Regions from separate parts of the Hordeum vulgare genome. Here region 1 is linked to region 2. The links are chromatin contacts, called in public Hi-C maps. All regions are on one chromosome and are shown on one strand. The core of a region is the stretch at or near the end of the contact, and the rest is flanking DNA. Distances in the headings are between cores, read along the strand shown. Region 1 has its middle 8.4 kb from the start of LOC123425145. Region 2 has its middle 29 kb from the start of LOC123425145.

Evidence for each region. Hi-C and Micro-C count contacts between places; a contact is called where the count stands out from the background.
Region 1: a Hi-C map of leaf shows a contact between it and region 2, with 2.8 times the contacts expected there. The contact joins two enhancer-like sites. A contact is called at or near these places in 2 of 6 Hi-C or Micro-C datasets (both in leaf).

The regions. Positions count from the first base shown.
Region 1 is chr2H:27,408,425-27,415,678 of MorexV3_pseudomolecules_assembly, forward strand. No RefSeq gene overlaps it. Among protein-coding and RNA genes, the nearest start is that of LOC123425145, 8.4 kb to the left of the region's middle. Within about 2 kb of position 3,432, at least 1 of the 3 cell types and tissues checked has open chromatin away from gene starts, as enhancers often do. A contact at or near this core is called in leaf, where this site is marked.
Region 2 is chr2H:27,371,688-27,378,522 of MorexV3_pseudomolecules_assembly, forward strand. No RefSeq gene overlaps it. Among protein-coding and RNA genes, the nearest start is that of LOC123425145, 29 kb to the right of the region's middle. Within about 2 kb of position 4,039, at least 1 of the 3 cell types and tissues checked has open chromatin away from gene starts, as enhancers often do. A contact at or near this core is called in leaf, where this site is marked.

The sequences.
Region 1 (7,254 bases), core at 2,182-4,681, 36 kb after region 2:
GTTTGGGCCAAAACAAACAGATGACGCGGCCCAACGCACAGCCGCATCCTCAAATTATGTGTGTTCGATGTTCGGTTCGCCCCATTTTCTACGAAAACATGCACTTGCTTTGCGTTCACAGGAACGCCGAACAGACGGGCACGCGCCTGCAGGTCGTCTGCCTCGCTGACGCATGGCAGCTGCCCAACTACTTCAACCACCCAACTTAAATGCGCACACGTGGCGGGCCTCGGCTGTCAGCCACACATCATGCGGTCGATGTCCAAGCAAACCCTCGGCCTCCCCCTCTCCACCCCTCTCCACCGGCGACAATGGTGGGGTGGTTCCCTGGCCACAAGACGAGGCACGACCACGAGGCATGCTCGTCGTCCGATCACCATCACCGTTCTCACACCCCACCTCCACCTCCGACTCCACATTCACCTCCACCGCCCGCCTTTCATATCGCACTCGGCAGCGCCCCACCTCGCCGGCGGCCGTACGTCAAGGCAGAGGTGTGCTAGCGGTACTGGAAGACGTGCACGCCCTTGCCGTGGGGAGACGTGCATGCCTGTCCCGCCGGTGTCGGTGAGCTGTCGCGCCCGTCGGGAGGAGATCCATCATCGCCGCGCCCACCTGCCTCGGGACCGAATCCACGACTAGAGGTATGTCGTAGACTCGCCGCTCTGGGATACATGGTTCCGCGACGAGCACGACATCTGGCGGCAGTCCTATTTTGCAGGCCGAACGGCGAGCACGCGTCGCCCGTGCGCTGACCGCCGCATGCCCGCTCCCAGCGTGCCCCAGGTACGCAGCCGCAGGCAGGTTCGCGGCCTCACCCATCGTCGTCGTCGTCTCCCTCCCTACCCCTGAGCTAATGTCGGCCGCCGTGCAGGAGGAGCTCGAGAGGATGGTGTTGGAGGAGTCCCTCCACACCCACGACGAGCGCCAATGGGAGGGCCTCGAGGAGATGTTGCCCTCTCCACGGCCGGCACGTCGCCTTCCCCGAGCTCGACGCGTATGTGAAGGAGGAGGCCATGGAGGACGCGCGACCAGAGGTGGCGAAGGAGGAGGCGTCGGGACGGAATTCGGCATTGGTCGGGCAGTCCTGGACGTGGACGGAGACCGTGCCGTGCACGCCCGAGGTGGACGTCGTCCACTGTTCACCATCCCCACTGCGCGAAGAGGTGGTGCGAGACGTTTTAATTTTTTTTATTATCTTGTTTATATTAATGTCGAACTTGGATAATGTGGGCGTTTTAATGCGTGTATTTAATATTTTTTAGGTTGTTTTTAATGTTTAATTTGGGGTTTTGGGAATTTATTTTTGAGTCCAAACAAACGGACCGTTTGGGCTGCAGCCGGCACGTTGGACGCACCGACATCCGCACGACCGCAAGGCGACGGGCGTGTCCATTTTCCTGTCCCAGAAAAACAAAAAGTGGACGAACCGGACGTCCGTTCCATTTGGGGTCGCGTGTTGGAGTTGGCCTAACCTCATACATTACATCTACAAAAGGGACAGATCTTCACAACCACACACTCACTTGGTCAGACCAATAGTTTAGAGCATCTCCAGCCGGTCGGCCCCCGAGGGGCCTGAAATAGCGCCGCATGGGGATTCGCCGGCGCTAATAACGGCATGGGGGGTTTGGGTTCCCAGACGCCCACCCAAGGGCGCCCTCCAGCCGCCGCTTTCGGCCCAGATTCAGCGCAAGATTGGCCCACTTTTGACCCATATTCAGCATTCTTCAGCATAAATTGAACAACAATAGTTATTTTTTATCACATAGTTCATCAGAGAAATCAATACAAATCAAAAAATAGTTTAACAAGTCAATACAAATCAAAAATCGAAGTAGGTGTTGCCCATCAGCCTCCATAGGTGCTCCACCAAATCGTGTTGCAGTTGACGATGCACCTGTGGGTCTCGGATCTCCTGACGCATGTTGAGGAAGGCAGTCCAGGTTGTCAGTAGCTGGTGATCAACTTGGGCAGGAGGACCTTGCATGTAATATGGTTCAGTGTCAAACACTGGCCCCTCCTGCTCGCTCTCAATGATCATGTTGTGCAATACAACACAGCAAGTCATGACTTCCCATATTTGATATTTTGACCAGGTCTGAGCGGGGTACCGAGCAACAGCAAAACGAGATTGAAGCGCATCAAATACCCGCTCGACATCCTTCCTACAAGCTTCTTGACGCTTGGCAAAATAGGAGTGCCTAATCCAAAGGTCATGTGTGGCCACTACCTCAAGTGTGGTGTACCACACTGCAACATCCTTTGGCGTCTTTGTACATCCCTTGCTAAGAAAATGGACATTTTTTTTCATTTTCAATGCATGCAGTCCATACTTCCAAGCATCCCAAGAAATCCTCTTTCTGCATTCTGTACTTGGATCCGAGCAGTGTCTTCAGTATTGGGTGATCGTAGATATTGGGGTCCAAAAACTGCCACCACTGCCCTGCAGAACTTGTAAAAACACTCAATGGTGGTGGACTCAGCCATGCGTCCATAGTCGTTCAGAATATCACCGGGAGATCCGTACGCAAGCATCCTCATAGCTGTCGTGCATTTCTGGAGCGAGGTGGATCCAAGTGTGCTGGTGCAACCCTTTTTACACTTGGAGTAGCTGTCGAACTCCCTGATGAAATTCACAATTCTGAGGAAGAGCTTCCGGCTCATACGATAACGGCGCCGGAATACTTTATCGCCGTGCAGAGGTGCGTCTGCGAAGTAGTTGGCGTAGAGCAAGCAATAGCCTTCCAGTCGATGCCTCTGCTTTGTCTTCAGTCGGCCCGGCGCCGAGCCACCTCGCTGTGGCTTTGCGTTGCTCGCGAACAGGCAGGTCAGAGAGGCGAGGACCACGAGGTGCTCTTCATCCTAGGCGTCGGCATCGACTTCCTCATCCAGTAGCGTCGTGAACGCCTCCTCGTCATCGGAGTCCATCGTCCTGGCAAATAGCCGAACACCTGGCGGGTGTGGCGGCCGCGTACATGCCCGAAGCGCCGGGAAAACTCGCCAAGAAGCGGGGCGCGGGGTAGCGGGCGAAGCCACGGCGAACCCTACGTCCGTCGATGGGGAGATGGCCTTTGTTGCGGCAGTAGCCAGGTGGGCGGTGCCGGAATCGACACGGTGGCGAAAGATCTGGTGCGCGAGGGACGGTTTCGGAGAAGAAAGGGCCTTTTTTCTTCTGACAAGGGACCCGACGCGTCGTTTTTCCTTCCGCTGGCTTCCCCGGGCGTCCCCCAACGTGCTGGGTTCGGGTTAGGACCGTCGGGGAAAATTTTGACCCTAACCCACGGAAAACCGGTCCCTAAAGGTGTGACTGGGCCGTTTTTCCCTCGCCAGCAAAAAAAATGACCTGAGAAAGGCTTGTTGAGAGCATGGTTGGAGATGCTTCACAACCACAGAGTTACTTGGTCAGACCAATAGTTTAGAAGGTGCGGCCTCTGCCGTTGGCATCTTCGCCATGGTGGCACGGTGGCGACAGTCCCGCTACCGAAGGTGTCAGGGAGCATGTTCCCTCTCTCATTCATGGTCGACCGGTCGTTGGGAGTGGCAGCGGTTGATTCATCAGTGGTGTTTGTATCCTGCATCTCTGTATAATCGTGTACTTTTAGTCTAAGAATGGACTGGAATATTCTTTTTTCAACAATCATGTTCCTCTGTTCAGAGGGAGTATTACTTAAGGAGCCATCAAGACAAGTTGTTACACAGAGGCGCTAGAGAGCGAAGGCAAGGTATTGCCGCCAGGATACAGCCGCAGTCTTTTGTATATGCTTGGAAAATCCAAAACACTAAAGGGTAAAATCAGCTACAATTTTTGTGATAGTGAGATAGTGACTGACGGCTTCTCAAGGTGGAGGCATTCTGCGAGAACCACACCTTCCAAAGAATAAAGATGGCGACATCCGGCCACACCTCAGTATCGAGTCCCATAGGCGTCCTGACGTCCTAGATGTCGACGATGGAGGAGGGTGGTTATGGTCCAAGTAGAAGCCACACCACAAGAAAATGCAGGCATGTGAGGAAGATATGAGTAGCATCCTCCCAAGGGGCCCGGCACCTGGGACAGTCGCTGGAGTCGGAGATGTTCTTGTTGAGCTTGAAGAGCAGCCAGCCAACCATCCCGAGCTTGACGGGGATCCCGAGCGGACAGGATAAGGTCGCGTGGTGGAGTTGGCCTTAAGCCCAAGGGGCGGAATGCAGCGGTGGGGTAACTCCGGCGCTCGGCTCGCGGCAGTTAGGCGTCGGACTCGCGAGTGCTGCAGTGGCAGTGACGAGTGTGGTGGCACGGCTGGGCGGCTTGTTCTACCGGCGTGGAGGTGTCTTGGTGATTCCCATGGACACGGTGGGCTGCACTTGCTCCCAAATTTGGTTGGTGGTCTCCAATAGGATGTTCTGCTTCTCTGCGTGTTTGACGCCCGCGGGATCCCATTCGTATTGTACATTATGTTTATGTTTATGATCTATCATACCACACGGCATGACACGTGTGCTGGACTAGACGCACAGACTTGTGTGTCAAAAGGAAACATTTATGCTATTCAATGAGGACATCGGTTTTTCTCATATCAATAAAAAAAATCAAAAGCCCTCCATTCGAAAAGAACTTTCAAATTAAGCATGTTCAGGTTTGAGCAATTTCAGGATAGATGACCGATCGAAAAGTTATTTATGAATGCACATGAATGAAAACAAATCATCACCAACATGTGTGTCTAGGGTGTTACAAATCTTCAATGATACCTCCGCTACCACCGACAGGGGCAAGCGCATGGCTCTCCGACTAAGCTCGGCATTAGTCGAGGCGGCCCGCCAGCCCTATACACAGTGCAGGATGTAACGGAATGACTCTTCTGAAAGCTCCTGGCGACGATCGGGCATGCTGTCATGCCCTTGCGTCCTTCCAACGCTGGAAGGACAACAACACGGCCGGCAATTGAGGTGCCATAGGCCAACACGACCAGACGCACGAGGTACAAGTTAATTTAGCTTCTTTTAGATTTAAATTGAATGGACAAATATCATCCGGTTTGTGTAAAATATATCAAACTTTCGTTGTGTTTGCATGAGTTATGTTTGACTATACTTTGTATAGTGCATGGAGGTTTACGGTAAGTGTTGAACAGCCGGATGATTCCAGGACAAATACTACCCAGAAGCAGAGTGATACGTATATTATACAACCGGGTTTCGATTCTACCTAGAGGCAGGTCAAACTCAGGCCCTGTTTGGTTTCAATAAATCACGTCACTTATAAGTCAGGTGACTTAAAACCAGTGACTTATAAGTTACATCTGTTTGGTTGTCATCTGACTTATAAGTCACATTTTCATGCAAAAGTGAATGACTTATAAGTTTTAAGTTGGGGTAGAGCAACTAATGACTTATAAGTTGATGTGACTTATAAGTTGGATCTGTTTGGTAAAATAAGTCATTTTTTACACTTTTCAACTTATAAGTTGGTGACTTATTTGGAACCAAATAGGACCTCAGATGTCTCATCGCACATCTCTTTCTAATAATAAAGCGTTGACTGCTTTTTTTCATCCGTTATGCTATCTTTACAAAAAAGCCTCTGACATTTTCCGAAATCAACCAACAGTCCGGATTTAAGTCAGAAAACGAATCTTTTTTTTTAAACCTCATAATGTTTCAGGTAAGCAACCTGCCCTTCGTAGTCAACTGAAACCGAAACGTTTTTTCGTTTTAATAAAAAAACTGACTTTTCAGTTAATCAATCCACATTTTATCTAAAACAAAATTATCCATATCTTTTAAAACATAACTTTAATTTTAATATGTTATATATGAATTTGATTAAAAAATGTGTAGAATCTAAATAGGATGTTATTTTTAACTGTTGAATATTTCTTAAATATTATTTTTGATGCAAACTTAATTTGTAGTGCATGATCCTTTTTTCTCTCTTTCCGGCGACAAACGAATTGCAATAAATATCCATTAAATTAAAACCAAATTAAGAAAAAAAAACACCGTTAACCATACATGCACACCTTTGAAAACCTTATGGAGAGAAACAACATATTTCTCATCTTATTCCGAGTGACTGTACATTCAAACGCGTTTTTGTTGTGTGAACACTAAAAACATTGTCGGCAACATAAATGTGATGACATGTGAAAATATATTGTGTTCAGACCGCGCAAACGTGCGGGCTATTTTGCTAGTCTTTACCTAATAATAAAGAGGCTATCGCTTCCGTCGGAAAACCCACCGAGGTGATTTTACAAAAAAAGCTCTTACTGTTTATGACATTAAACTTGTAGTATATATTAAATATTTTTTTAAATACTCATATCTTTTAAACCGTAACTTCAAATTTAACATATTATACATGAAATTTGATTAGAAAAATATGTAGAATTTAAATATGATATTATTTTATCTGTTAAACGTTTAATAAAAATACTATCTAGGGTGCAATATTAATAAATAAGTCATTATTCGTCTTTCTTTTATACCGGTACTCATCCGGGTTGGGAATGAACACGTCAACAAAATCAGGATTAGAGATGAAACTGAAGGTCACTTGACTAATTCTTTGTACGTATTAAATCTACATGCAAGCCATATTAAAATAGAAGACCTGTAAAATTTTGAACTGCATTTTTGTAGGATAAGACCATCTTTATTTGTATCGTAACTATAAATTCTTAAATTATAGACATTTTTTATAAATTAAGAGCGTGTGTCGTGTGGTACTTCTTTCTCCCGTTGCAACGCATGGGCCCTTTTGCTATCTATACCTAATATAAGAGGCTATCGCTTCCATCGGAAAACCCACCGCGGCATTTTTATGAAAAAAACCTATATTTTTTGTTATTCAACCAGCGCTTCATTATTTATCTACAATGCAAAAGAAAAAACAATTCGCTGTAAAAATTATACCCGTACGCATCGCCTCCTCCCGTCGACCCTGGGCCACCCTGGCCTGTGCCCAGGCCGCCGCCACACCAATCGCCGTCGTGGCCGACCTCAACCGCCACCGCTGCCGATCTCAACCCACCCGCCTCCGCGGACGTACCTCTCCCCGCTCACTGCCCTCGTTGCGGCGCTCGAGCGCATCGCGTCGACCCTGGTCCATCCTGGCCTGTGCCCAGGCCGCTGCCACACCACTCGCCGCCGCGGCCGACCTTAACCACCACTGTTGTCGATCTCAACCCACCCGCCTCCGCGACCGTACCTCTACCCGCTTGCTGCCCCCGTTTCGGCGCTCGAGCACAGCTTCTGGATCAAATCAAC
Region 2 (6,835 bases), core at 2,789-5,288:
AAGATCAATGGTTACACGAACCACTCGGGCGCGCGCCGCTGAAATGGTGATGTGTGAAGAGCTTTGGCTGATACAATGACGCTAAGTACCCATAACTTCTCCCACACGGAGTTAGTGCAAAAGAGGTCATCGACCAACTCAGATCAAATATCCAAATCCAATTAGCATTTTAATTAACTTGCGGTGACGATCAACAATCCATGATATGTGGTACCATCGCCCCTTCTCGAGGATGTGTGGCAAGGGCCAAGAATACCCGACTACGCCTCGTCACATCCACGCAGGTATCCATCCACGACACACCTTTCATCATGTTCCTAGTAGTAAGGTAAAGTAACCGTGTGGCTGTAACATCAGAGGGATCCGAGGTATCACCCTCGATGGATTCCGAACGATGTAACCGTCAAGGTGACCAGGGAGGAATCACCCTCGATGGTCCACGCTTGAGGGGTTGCATGACAGAGTCGTTATCGGAAGTGGTGAAGGCGGAATCACCCTCCGTAATCCACCGCCGGCTAACTACACTACAGAGCTAACATCAGGAGTACGTAATCAGGTGCCACTCTCGGTACTCGATAGTAGCTCTGTAACGTCGTACAACATGGGGGCGTGAAGTGATGTGACGGCTCTTGGCTCGTCGATCAGTTGATCGAGTCCTCGACGATAAAGCAGGGGCAATTCGGACTATGGGGTCAATGGGGATCACTGCTACACCTATACCGAGCATTTGATGTACAGTAGTGTATAATAGCAGTTTATCAAAAACAGGCTATGCATGAGAATAGGAGCTATCTACAACACTATAGCAAAAACTAATGCAAGCATTAGGGAGAATGAATGGGTGATATAGGAATGATAAAGGGGGGTTGCTTGCCTTGTTCCTTTACTGCAAAAGGCTGGTCGTCAGGAGGGTAGTCCTAACCCATAGCAGCATGAGCGTCAGCGTCTACCGGGGAGAAGAGGGGGAAGAAACAATAAATAAAACTAAGCACGCGCATCACGATGCATAGCATGGCAATATGGAGTGCTAGGAAAATATCTCACGATGCATAGCACTAACGGAGTACTACACGTCATGGACGGAGCAGGAAAATATCTCACGATATTTTCTAGGTCTCTAGCTACTACGGGACAAATGAATTCGATGGAAAAGTTCCATGTTCGTTATGCTAGGGGCATGTGACACACGAACGGATAGCGTATTCAGATTCTTCTCGTTTTTCTTAGCAACTTTCATGTATAAAGTATCTTCATCGAGTTACGGATTATTTTACATTAGTTTATAAAGTTTTGTTATTGTTCTGAAATTAAACGGATTTATTTTAATTCAAAAATGTAATTATGACATCATGCTCACATCATTAGTTAACGATCTAGTTTGACTAGTCAAACTCACCAGTGGGTCCCACTATCATAGACCCAGGTTTTTAACAGCTTTTAAATTAAACTAATTATGTTAATTAGTAGGGGGTCCCACATGTTAGTGTCTTAATTTACTAAGAGGATTAATAATCCTAATTAAGTTAACTAATTAACTTATTAATTAATTACTTAATTGATTAATTGATTTTATTATTGATTTTATTTTATTTTCTGTTATATTTTATTTTTATTTTTATTTGTTTTAAGGGGCTTGGCCTCATTTTTCATTCGGTGGGGGGAGGGGGATTAGCACCACTAGAGGGTTATCCTCACCGATTATCACGGACCGACCGGTCGAAGCCAACCGAGGCCGAGTCCATGGCCAAGGCTAGCCGAGGGGGCGGTGCGGGGAGAGGGGCAAACGGGCTGGTGGCACGTGGGCTGCGGCAGTGGGGCGAGGCCAGGCGCGACCGGCGTGCGGGAGCTGCGGCACCGCAGTCGCGGGGGTGCATCGCGGGGGGTACGGGGGAGGTACGGCGTGGCCGGGCACGGGTGTGTGGGCAACGCGGGGGTGCGGCGTGGGTATGTGGCTACGACACGAGGGGGCGCAACGGTGGCTCAGGCGCTGCGGGGGCTCGCTAGAGAGAGGCCGGATCGGGGTGGAAGATAGGGGGTGCTCACTTGTGGTCGTGAGAAGGGGGGCGACGAGACTCATAGGCGATGGCGGGGAGGAGACGAGGAAGATCGGCGGGGGGTGAGGGGGAGGGGCAATGACGGAGCGGCGTCGATTGGCTCGGGCCGAAGGGGCTGCAGGGGGTGGAGCTGTCGTCGAGGTCGGGCAGGGGAAGGTAGGGAGAGGGGGAAAAGAAACAAGGGTTAGAGGTGGCCGGCCCCTTATATAGGTTGGGGGTGAGGGGTGAATGGGTTGTTCTTCCCACTAGCTTGATAGTTGTTGTTGTAGGAGAACTCGGCATACCGGAGAGAATCCTCCCATTTCTTACCAAAAGAAATTATACAAGATCAAAGCATATCTTTTAGAATTTGGTTGACTCGTTCAACTTGTCCTTGGGATTGAGGGTGACATGCGGTGCTGAAGGACAAATGAGTTCCCATAGCCTTCTCGAAACTTTCCCAGAATTTTGAAGTGAACAAGCTGCCACGGCTAAGTTGATTACCAATGGAATATGGTGGAGTGAGAAAAAATCTGGACATATATAGATCTACCAACTACCTAGCAGTGATTGTTTCCTTGACGGCCATAAAATGTGCAACTTTGAACGGTCGGTCAATGACGACAAGAATAGTCGGTCAATGACGACAAGAATGGCATCATTATCTTTGTGTGATCTCGGAAACCAGTCACAAAGTCCATTTCAACATGGTCCCATTTCCATTCAGGAATAGAGATAGGTTGCGGAGTTCTAGGAGGCCTTTGATGTTCTGCTTTGACCCTACGACAAATATCACATTCTACAACATAGCGTGCAATGTCTTATTTCATGTTTGACCACCAGAATCTTTGATGGATGTCTTGGTACATCTTGGTAGTACCCGGATGAATAGACATCGGTGTATCATAAGCTTCTTTCATCACCCTTCCCGTCATACTTAGGTTGCCCTCTTACTAGGTACGCATAGACGACCCTTCAAGTACAAGGCGCCATCATCAGCAAGAGTGAAGCAAGAGGGTTTACCTCCTGCAAGGTAGCCTTTAATATTATCTACTTCAGTGTCAAAGATTTGAATAGTTTTGATGCAACTCATGAGATCAGGTTCAGCAACCAGGTTACTGAGGGAACCCTAATTAACAACATGGAGGTTCATCTTGCGAAACTCTTTAGGAGGGGGAACAAGATAACCCCGAGGAATAATATGAAGTTTCAACTTACAGGATTCTTCTTAAATACGGGCATGAACCTTATGAACCTGGAGGTGGTTGCAGTATGACTTGCACCTCAAGGCATCAACCATTACATTAGCATTTCCATGTGTATAAGAAATATCCAAATTGAAACGTCCTATGTGATAACACACAAGTATATGGGATCGCAATAGTTTTCGAGGGTAGAGTAGTCAACACAAATTTATAGAATCGACACAAGGGGAGCCAAAGAATATTTGCACGTATTAACAGCTGAGTTTTCAATTCAACCACACTTGGAGATTTAGTATTTGCAGCACAGTGATCAGTAGCAGACTAATATGATAGTTTTGATAGAAGCGATAACAGTAGCAACAGTAACGGTAACACTGATAGCAGTTTTGTAGGAGTTGTAGCAGCAGTAGCAACAATAGTAACTTAGCAAGAACAATGTGTGGAAACTCGTAGGCACTGTATCGGAGATATTGCTGGATAATATTCATCATGTATGAGTCATAACATAGGGATACACAGAACTATCTCTCGTTCATCGATATAATGTAGGCATGTATTCCGTACATAGTTATACAGGCTCATGGAAAAAAAATTACATGACATCTTTTCTCCTACCCTTCCGTGACAGCGAGGTCCATAAAAAAATAAGATATATTAAGGCCTCCTTTTAATAAAGAATCAGAACAAAGCAAGGTGTCGCCGTCCATCCAGTCGTGGAACATGGTGTGGCAGCGGTCAGGTCCGCCGCCACCTGCTCCGGGTGGTTCAAAATCCCTCGGATCTGAGGTGGGGAACAGATGGGAGATGGCGACGGTCCGTGCTCAAGGCCCGTGCTCAAGGATGGAGCTCCAAGGATTGGACGGCTCCTACGATAGCGCCCAAGGGAGGGGTGCCAGCTCCTCCGCCTACTTCTTCGTCCGTGTCAAACATCAAGAGCAATGTTAGTGACCTCTGCCACAACTTTAACCTCACAGGTCATTTGGCTCCTCGTTGCCCTACTGTTAGATGCGAAAAATGTGCCAAGCTTGGTCATATGGCCCAACTTTGTCAAACTTTGAGGTCTTGGGAGTGCATTCCTTTTTTGTGTGGTTTTCAATCTCCTGGTCAAGGTTTTCTCTACATCCATGTTCTATGTGTGGCTAAGCAAGCATCTGAAAAACTAATTTTGTGTTGATCTCTATTGTGGAGGGGGAGGCCACAACTGAAGAAATTGAAACTAAATTTAATGGTTTTTTTGCCCAAAAACCTGAAAAGAAGAGATGGCGTTGTACTTCCCGGCCTATCAACTCTACTCAATTTGAGATTCGATTTCCTAATTCTAGAGAAGTTGAGAGAGCTTGTTGTTATGGTAAACGGCTTCCTTTGAAAGATGGGTCGGCAATTTTTTGTATTACCCCCTGGTCTGCCTCTGTTGGGGCTAAGGGTGAGATGCAAAAGGCCTGGGTGAGGGTTCGAAATGTCCGCTTGAAAAAAGATGCACTCAACATGTTTCATATGTTGGGGGCCTCGTTGGTATGACCCTAGAGGTGCATGTTGCAACCTTACATAAACCTGTATATGTTAGAATTCTATCGGGGTGTAGGGACATGGAGAAAGTACCTCCATGTGCTGAGGGGATGTTGGGTGAACAGTTTTCTGACTTCTTTTATGAGGTTGAGAAAATTGTGGCTCGTGGCCATGGAAAAAATCAGTCCTCTACTGCTGTGGACAGGAGTTCTTCTCCAACATTTCCTAAGAGATCTAGTTTGTATCATATCCTGGCCAAATTACTGGACAGGGAGACACAAGTGCATCTGTGGTTGTGAACTCTTCTTCCCAGACCTATGACAAGAGCTTGCAACTGGCTAATTCTAAAACTGAAGAAGGTGAGGAGAGTGAGGAAAATCATACTGAACTGCTTACTGAAATCCTATCTAAGGAGCAGGCAGCTGGTACCTATCATGGTAATGCTTCTTCTATGGTAAATACTAGCTCAGAGGGCAGTCCTGATGAGGTGGGCACTGGATTTTCAATGGACGTATCTCCTGCTACTATTGTTAGTGTGGACAAAGGTGCTTGGGCCACTATTCAAACCCATGTCCCCCCTTTCCCGAACTTCATATATCATTCTGATGTTCCCTGCAGGAGGGTGGGGGGCTTCCCTCCTTTATCAGTTATGTGGTATGGCCTGAGCTGCCTAGGGTTGTGGAGCTTGAGGAAGGTGCTTATGAAGGATGTGAGGTTCAGAGTGAATACACTCTTGAGTCGCCCACTAGGTCACCTATTAATGATCCCGTGGTCTCAGAGCTATTCAGTACTACTCAGCGCATTCAGTTCCATAAGTTGTCTCGTGTTGAGGAACAAGCTGCTAACTTGCTAAAGAAACGCAACTTGGAAGGCATGGATCCTCAACTACGCAACAATCAATTTTCTGTTCTACATAATTCTGCCATTATGTTACGTTCTTCCCTCATGTGAGTTTAAATTCCTGCTGATAACTTTGCTACTATTGATGTTTTGCGTGAATTAGAATTATCTAGGCAATTGCTTCGCGAGAAAAAATATGATAGTGACCTCACTAATCTCATTGTTAATGACAGGTTGGGCAATGATATCCCTGTGTCTTTAACTTAGACAATAGTAATAGGGAGGATGGTGAACCTTTTATCCTGGTTCAATCTAGACAGAAAAAGAAGAAGACTCCTTGCAAAAAGTAACTATATCGTCCCCTAAGGCAGCTAGTAGACCTAAGACTAGATGCCAGAAGATAGGGGAAGAGGGTGGGTCTGCTCTGAATCTTGGCAGTCCCACCAGGGTGCGAGACAGACCTAAGCGATATAAATGACATGGCTCTTCTGGAATTGCGGCGGGAGGGTAAGAAAGGCATGTCTACCTGTCTCACTAATATCATGAATGCCCATGATGTTGACTTTATTGGTCTTCAAGTGAGCATTAAAAAATAGTACAAACCTTCTTTCTTAAGGAAGCTTGACTCGTATAAAAAATTCCATTGGGATTAGATTCCTTCCCAAGGTAAATCTGGAGGTATACTATGCGGTATAAACCTAGATAGATGTAAATTTGAGGTCATTACTTCTAGCCATGGTAAATATATTCTCCAAATTAACCTCTTGGACAACAATAAAAAAAGAGAATGGGCCCTGATGGTGGTGTATGGATCCACTCATGATGAACACAAACATGAATTCCTTGCAGAAATGTCCTCCTTTTGCCATAAGACCAAGATCCCTTATCTAATAGGTGGGGACTTCAATATCCTGCGCTACAGTGGTGAAAAAAATAAAAATAAAACCCTTATATCACTTCTCGGATGTGTTAATTCTGTCATTCACTTGTTGGGTTTGAGTGAGATCTTCATGTCCAGGGATGTTTCACTTGGTCCAAGAAGCAAGAGAAAGCAACCTTACAAAATTTAAACGTGTGTTGATGTCTGCTGACTCGGAGGGTCTTTATCCTATCGTCTGTGTCCAAAAATTAGTAAAGGATATCTTACACCATAATCCTGTGTTGCTTGATGGAGGGCTGCTAAATCTAGAACACCAGTGAACGTGTGCTTCAGATTTGATGTAGCCTCACCGAATAGTCCGAAATTCCTTC